2 separate regions of the Anas platyrhynchos genome follow, and region 2 is linked to region 1. A link is a contact called in public Hi-C data. All regions are on one chromosome and are shown on one strand. The core of a region is the stretch at or near the end of the contact, and the rest is flanking DNA. Distances in the headings are between cores, read along the strand shown.

Evidence for each region. A called contact is a pair of places that touch in the nucleus more often than the background predicts.
Region 2: a Hi-C map of subcutaneous adipose tissue shows a contact between it and region 1, with 3 times the contacts expected there. The contact joins two enhancer-like sites. A contact is called at or near these places in 4 of 8 Hi-C or Micro-C datasets (F1 follicle, liver, skeletal muscle and 1 more).

What each region holds. Positions count from the first base shown.
Region 1 is chr28:3,278,605-3,281,995 of IASCAAS_PekinDuck_T2T, reverse strand. KANSL1 (KAT8 regulatory NSL complex subunit 1) reads left to right here. Exons shown (of 15, transcript XM_072028706.1): 8 at 313-478. Among named protein-coding and RNA genes, the nearest start is that of MAPT, 58 kb to the right of the region's middle. Within about 2 kb of position 1,510, at least 3 of the 8 cell types and tissues checked have an H3K27ac peak or open chromatin away from gene starts, as enhancers often do.
Region 2 is chr28:3,368,458-3,371,846 of IASCAAS_PekinDuck_T2T, reverse strand. CDC27 (cell division cycle 27) reads left to right here. Exons shown (of 19, transcript XM_027445265.3): 15 at 147-264; 16 at 1,076-1,204; 17 at 2,195-2,269. Among named protein-coding and RNA genes, the nearest start is that of KANSL1, 12 kb to the right of the region's middle. Within about 2 kb of position 1,711, at least 1 of the 8 cell types and tissues checked has an H3K27ac peak or open chromatin away from gene starts, as enhancers often do.

The DNA.
Region 1 (3,391 bases), core at 261-2,760:
GAACTAGAAAAAGGCGTTTTTCCTCTCTGACAATGAAATTCTGCTGCCTCATGGTTTTCTAAATGAGTTCTTCAACATAGATAAACTCTTTTAATCAAACCTACTAGATGTTCAGCTGTGCAGGAGAGTTGCAGTTCTCAGGTTTGTAAAAGTGTCCGTCCGAGTCTGGGCTAAGCCAGTGGGTTTTCTGCAGGGTGTTACAAAAAACCTTGAGCCTTGAGGACTTTTTTCATGAGCTGTCAAGGGGGAACGTGTGAACAGAGCCCTTAGAAACATGACCTCTGATAGTCTGAATTCCTGTCCCCTTCCCAGGTCCACCGTAACAGCCTGGTGCGATGTAGCTGCGACGTGAACCCCTCGTGCGCTCTGTGTGGCACCCGGAGCTCGACGACTCTGGAAATCCAGTACGATGCCCCTCTGCTGGAGCGCCTCTCCCAGCTGGACTCCTGCATCCATCCTGTTCTATCATTCCCAGATGGTAAGCACGGCACCCACAGGACAACCGGGGCCCGAAATGGGAGACGTGGGATGTGCAGGGCTTCACCCCGAGGAATCGCAGAGCTGCTGGGCGCTGTTAAGACCGAGCTCCTTCGTCTGCAAGTGGTTTTAGGGGCAGAGCGCTTACTGGAGCCTGCGAGTCCATGCTGGGACCTGGCCCTCGGGCTGGTGTCATTACAAACCAGTTGAGAAATATTGGCTTCTGCAGAATTTATTCATCTGTGTAAAATTACTTGTGGATTGGTTGAAGTCACAGAAAACTTCTTTGACCTTGTATGGAATTGTAAATGAGCTGAGCTGGGTCAGAGGGTACAAGAAGGGATGTTCCCATTAGGATGCTCATTTCCCTGCGTTCTGGTTTCAAGGTTAGTCATCGTTGAGAGGAGTAATTCACCACCCCTGGCTGTGGGGCATTCACACTCGGTGCGTGGGGACTTCTCCCAGCGCTGTGGTAGTTGTAGTTTCCAGGGTCTTCTGCTTCCTAAGCTCCCGACTTAAAAACAAGCTACTGCTTTGACCAAAAACAACTGCCCTGCAGGAAATTGGTGTCCTCCTGTCATCTTTTCCCTCTGATCCCAGAATACAGGGCTGCAAACTGGCACTTCTATCAGGAGAGCCAGGAATTAAACGTCACAGCAGTCGCTTTGCTTGCTAGGAGAGGCTCGGGGTGTAAGACACCGCTGGCACCGCACGGAGGGAGCTGCACGCTCCTGCTGCTGGTGATGAGAAGTGCTTGGTCTGGGTTAAGACACGGGGCTGGTGTGCGCAGAGCTAAATTCCAGCTTTGTGCAAACTTTGTGCAACAGTAGGAAATGCATGGCATGTCTGGGAACAATTAATCTGGCATCTTTCAGGAGCCCTGTGTTTAAAGCAGACTTAAAAAAACAAATTTGGGCTATTTTTAAAAACTAAATCCCCACCCATCCTTAAGAAACATCCCTGTGTTAAGGAATGCTACAGGAATTGAATGTGCTGACCTCCTGCGGCGCAGCACCAGTAATCCTCTGCCCGGAGTGCTGGATGTGACACCCCGTGGGGCGGCGAGCAGCCCTGTTACAAACCATTGCATCACGGCCACCAGCAGAGCCTCATCCATTTTATTAGGGTCAGCCGCAGCCAGCTCACATGATGAAAGATCTCTTCTGGCTTCATGCATGAGATTAAAAACTTTGTGTTTAAAACTAGGGTGTTTAAAGCTTCAGGGGTCTGCACAGAAGCACCTCCTCTGCCCCCCACCCGGAGCCGGGGATGGAGTCACTTGGATTATTCCCTAGTGCCTCGTAGAGTTTTGCTAGGGTTGCTTTTTGGGGCTGGGGGTACCTTCCCAGCGAGGCACACAGCAAAGCAAGGGAAGCGCTCAGCCTGAAGTTGTCTCCCCGCCAAGTGGCAGCGCTGTTTGCTGCCGGCGCTCCCGCGTGTGGATTTTGGGGGCTCACCCGGAGAGCAATCGGTCCGACGAGCTGGGAGCATGTGCTGCCTTTTGCTTTGAGCCCATGTCCCTGGGGCTCCTCCAGCAGCCAGGGCTCTCCGGTGCAGTTTGCCAAGGGCAAAACCTCCAGGAGCACTGCAGGAGGAAAAAGCTCCTTTCATTCTCCTGGCAGGCAGGCGGGCGGGGAGGCTCGGTGCCTTTTAACCCGCTCTGCGAGCGCTTTTTCCCCTTCCCTTTGCTCTTTTTTTTTTTTTTTCTCTCTGCTTCGGCTGATTTCTAGCTGGGAATTTTCAGATGATGTAATAACCTTGGTGGGAAGGATGGGAGCCGCGGCGCGCGGGCTCGGCGCGGTTGCCATCTGCCGGTCCTTGGGCAGGCTGCAGCGCGCTGCAGGAGGAGCGGCGCCGGCGCTGCGCGGGCTCCGCTGCAACCAGCACTGGCGGCAGGGCAGAGGAAAAAACACAGCAGATTACTCATTTTTCTGCTTTGCCTTCCTTTTTCTCCTCCCTCCCAACCTGGCCCGTCCTGCCACAGACATGTGAGCTGCTGTGGAGGGAGTGAATTTCCAGGAGAAAGCAAAAGGTTGGCAAAGAGGCCATTTTCCCAAAGGCTGCAGCATCCTGCTCTGGAACCTTGCTGGCTGCATAATCAAAGGGTTTGAGCCCTCTCTTCTCTTCGGGACGTGTCTCTGCACACAGCAGTGGTGGCCAAAGAGCTGCTGTCACACCGTGATCACCTCTCCTTCCCAAACAGATGGGGCCAAACCAGAGCTGTAGCTGTCAAAGCCTGTTAAACGCAGCTGTCCTGGCTTTTTCCTGAGGGTCAGGTTCCCCCTATTAATAACAGCGGGCTCCAGCCCGAGCTCTGCCAGCTCCCGCTGTCCTGTTTGCCTGTCCCAGCTCTGCTGGGGCTTTCCAGTCCCTGGACCTATTGGGAAATGGTGAAGGGGTTCAAATATCAGCCATCGAGCCTATCGGCAGGGCTTCAATCCCTTCAGGTTGCCCTCTGAGGTTATCGAGATGGACTTCCCAAATCGCAGGGCAGCTCGTGAGCACTGCCGTGTCCCCTCTGTAGGCCTCGCAGGGAGCTTTATTCCTGCTGCAGGGCCTGGGAAGGTTCATCTCCGAGCAGGGTTGCTTCAAAATCCCCCTGAAAATGTTGCGTTGAGACCTAGGGGAGGGATGTTTTACTGCTCGTGCTCATCTCCGTGCTTCTCGCTCCTGGTTTCAGCAGCCGGAGCCAGCACTGAGCTGTCAGGACAGCTCAGAAGGAGAGCGATGGGTGGGATGCCAAACCTCGTGCTGATATACAGAGATCTTAGGGGTGGTTGGAGAAGATAAGAGAACTACCGAGATGTGAATTTGTTAACCTGAAAGGTTTTAATGCTTTTCCAGGCTGGGATTTTGGCCCCTGGGCGCACAGAAGAGAGCTGGGGCCCGGCAGAGGGATGCACAGCACCAGCGT
Region 2 (3,389 bases), core at 462-2,961, 90 kb before region 1:
CTTTAGTCATAGCTTTTTCCTATAAAGAGTCACTTCTTACCCTTGGTGGAGTGGCAAGTCTATATTAACTAACTTTTGTCAGTGAATATATTATCAGTGTGCTCAGAATGCAGTCTTACTTAACAAAATTATTTTTCTGTTTGCAGGTATGGGTTGGGAATGATTTATTACAAACAGGAAAAATTCAGTCTAGCAGAAATGCATTTCCAGAAAGCACTTGATATCAATCCTCAGAGCTCAGTCTTACTGTGCCACATTGGAGTAGTAAGTAGTCTGTACTCAGCTCTCTCCTTGTTAGGTTTTAATCTGCCTCTGTACTTTGCTTGCAGTAGTCCTACTAAACTTGTTTTAAGCACAAAAGTAAAAGCTCAGAGTACCTCTTACAGGATCTTAAGTGCCATATGGATCAATAGCCATGGGATTAATGTGTGAAGGAAATACACCCTCCTCTCTCCTCACCCCCAGTTGTTTTTAGCCAGTAATGAAATATACTATCAGGCTGTGTATATGAGTAAGCCAAGTTACTAGTGGTATGAAAGTCAAGCCCATGTGCAGTTATTCATGGGAACAGCATATTGAATTTGCAGGGCGATCTGGAAAGCTGGTCGTTTGTCCATCTGCCACTGTGGTACGTAAAGCAGTACCTCAGCCATAAGCCTCACTCCAGCAAATGTGATAAAGCAGTTCTCAGATGTTAGTGATGGCAACAAAAGGCTGTGCAAACATGAACAGGTAACCTGCTGGCATTCACTCACCTGTTATGCAGCAGCAAAGTTGTCAGGGTCTGTAGGAACAGTAGGATTCTTACCACTTAAGCACTGAGAATGGCATTGAGCTTACTCCTGGCCAAAGACTAGATGATTTCTATCAGCCAGTGGATGGATGGTGTTTTGAAGTGGTGATAAGGAGAAGTAAAGCTTGCTTTCTTAAGACTTGGTCTGGAATTGGACTACTTTTTTTTTTTTTGGAAACATATTGTAAGCAAATATATCTTAGAAGCAAGTATAACTTACCTGCCAGACAAGTCTGTTTGGCCATTTTCCCTTTTTAAGGTTTTCCTTCCGTTCTGTAATAGGTCCAGCATGCACTGAAAAAATCTGAAAAGGCTTTGGATACCCTAAACAAAGCTATTAACATTGACCCCAAGAACCCGCTATGCAAATTCCATAGAGCTTCTGTATTATTTGCAAATGAAAAGTACAAGGTAAGATTTGGTACACATAGACAACCTTAAATTATCTTGAAATTGCTATGAATGGGGATACACTGGTGGCTGAATGTGAACTGGTAACATCAAGGCTTGCAGCATGAGCAGGAAGATTGACCTACCCTGTGGAGTCTAGCATAAAGCACCTGCTTTGGCAAGTGCCACCTTTGCAATATGTTAAATTTTTTGATTGTCATAAAACCTGAAGCCAACAGGTACCTTTTTAAATTAATATTTTAGTCTCTCCCTGAAAAAAGGAGATGTTATTGCAGCTGTCACCAAGATGGGGCTGTGCTATCATGAATTTCTGTTAAACTACTAAAAATTGGCTCAGCAAACAGCCCCACAACAGATTATAGCAATAAGAACTAGCCATTTGAAAGGCTGTATTATCAAGTAAAAAATAGGAAGCCAAATAATTTGTGTGATCCCTTGCTGACTTGTACCCTATTTATGATTGGAGACTATCTTCCCACAGTCTGTCTTTCCAGTGACTCTTGTCCTCTGGCCTGTTTTTCTTGGCCACAGAATACAAGCTGCAGTCTGGCTTCTGAAACCTTGCTTCAGAAGTGTGTGTACATATGTAAAGGGAAAACTTTACTTAGAACTTGTGTTGAGAATTCATAATGTAACCAGTTAAACATAAGAAGTATTAAGGTTAAGGAATTACTGAAGTGCTATTTGTAGATTGATTTTTAAAAATTAAAAGCAGAGGATAAATATGGGAGCAGAAGAATATTGAGTATTTTTCTAGGAGACCAAAGCCCAACAGACTTTCTCTGTTGCTATAACTGTGCTATAATATCATACATTATTTACATGAGGAAATAATGTAAAAGAAGCCTTAGATTCCTGTACTGTTGTTCTTGGTGGAGTATACTGTATGTAAATGCCAGGGTTCTCGTCAGCATTAAAATGCACTTTAGTGAAGCTGTAACTGGTTGCAGACTGCTAGCTTGTACTTAATCTTTTTCTCTTCCTTTTCAGTCTGCTTTACAAGAACTTGAAGAACTGAAACAGATTGTTCCCAAAGAGTCTCTTGTTTACTTTTTAATAGGAAAGGTAGGTGGAACTTAACTGTGTTCGTAAGTACTTTGCTTTCCTTCATTGCAGAAATGTATGCTTAATGAGAAAATTTGATGCCTGTCACTAAGCTGCTTCCATTTGGGGCAGTATTCTAAAAATTCCCAAAGCTTTAAATAAGACTTACTGCATATAAACTCACAGCTTTATCAGCTTTTAAATGCAGAAGACAGGAGCAGCCTCAAGGTATTTTTAAAACCAAGAAAAAATAACTGTCCCCTGTTGTTCTGAGCCGCCTTTGATTCACTACTGTCAACCTGAAAATTTGTTTTAGAAACTGAGAAATAGATCTTTGAGATAATTCACTGTAAAAAAAGATGTACTGGTTATGAATAGTTGTGTATTTTTCCTTGAAAATGGAACTCCATTAAGAGTTGATCCAGTGTTATAGCAGCAATGGAAATGGTCTATCCCTCAAAATTAAGAATTTCTATCAGCCAGACATGTTTTTTTGGACATGAAGCTATTAAAATATTGAATCACACTCCAATATGTCATATCAGAAATGTTGAATGTTGAATTTTTGGAGTATTTAAGTCTCCATCAGTAGCTTCAGTGTCTCATTCAGTTGATGGCTTTCCCAAAAGAATTGTAGAAAGCTATAAGCTTGGAAAGCGAGAAGTCTTTATTCAGGACAGGGCTAACACAGGAAAAGATGCTACTAGTCCATCAACTGTATTCACATTCCAACTTTTTTTGTTTAATGCCAGAGAAAAGTAATCTGGTACAAGTTCTTCCTCACCGATCTTCTTTGGCTAACGTGCTTTAAGTTTTGCAATTTTTTTCTTCTGTGGGTGGTCATTAGGAAGCAACAAGGCAAGTTAGTCTCTTTCACAGTACTGGGTAACTCTTAATCAATGAGACTTCTTTTGAACTAGAGAGGAGTAAAAGGATTTGTGCTGAAATTTTGTGACTGGTGTTTATCCAGGAGTAGCTGGACCTCTAAATTGGTATTAGTTGCCACATCTTGACGAACTTGAACTTTTGCTGCTTAAATCTTAATACAGATAAATTACATTTTTGCCTACCCTTAATGGTAAAGAGCGATTCTTTATCATGGTAAACTTGCTCTGAAGTTAAAAATATATTAAAATATATA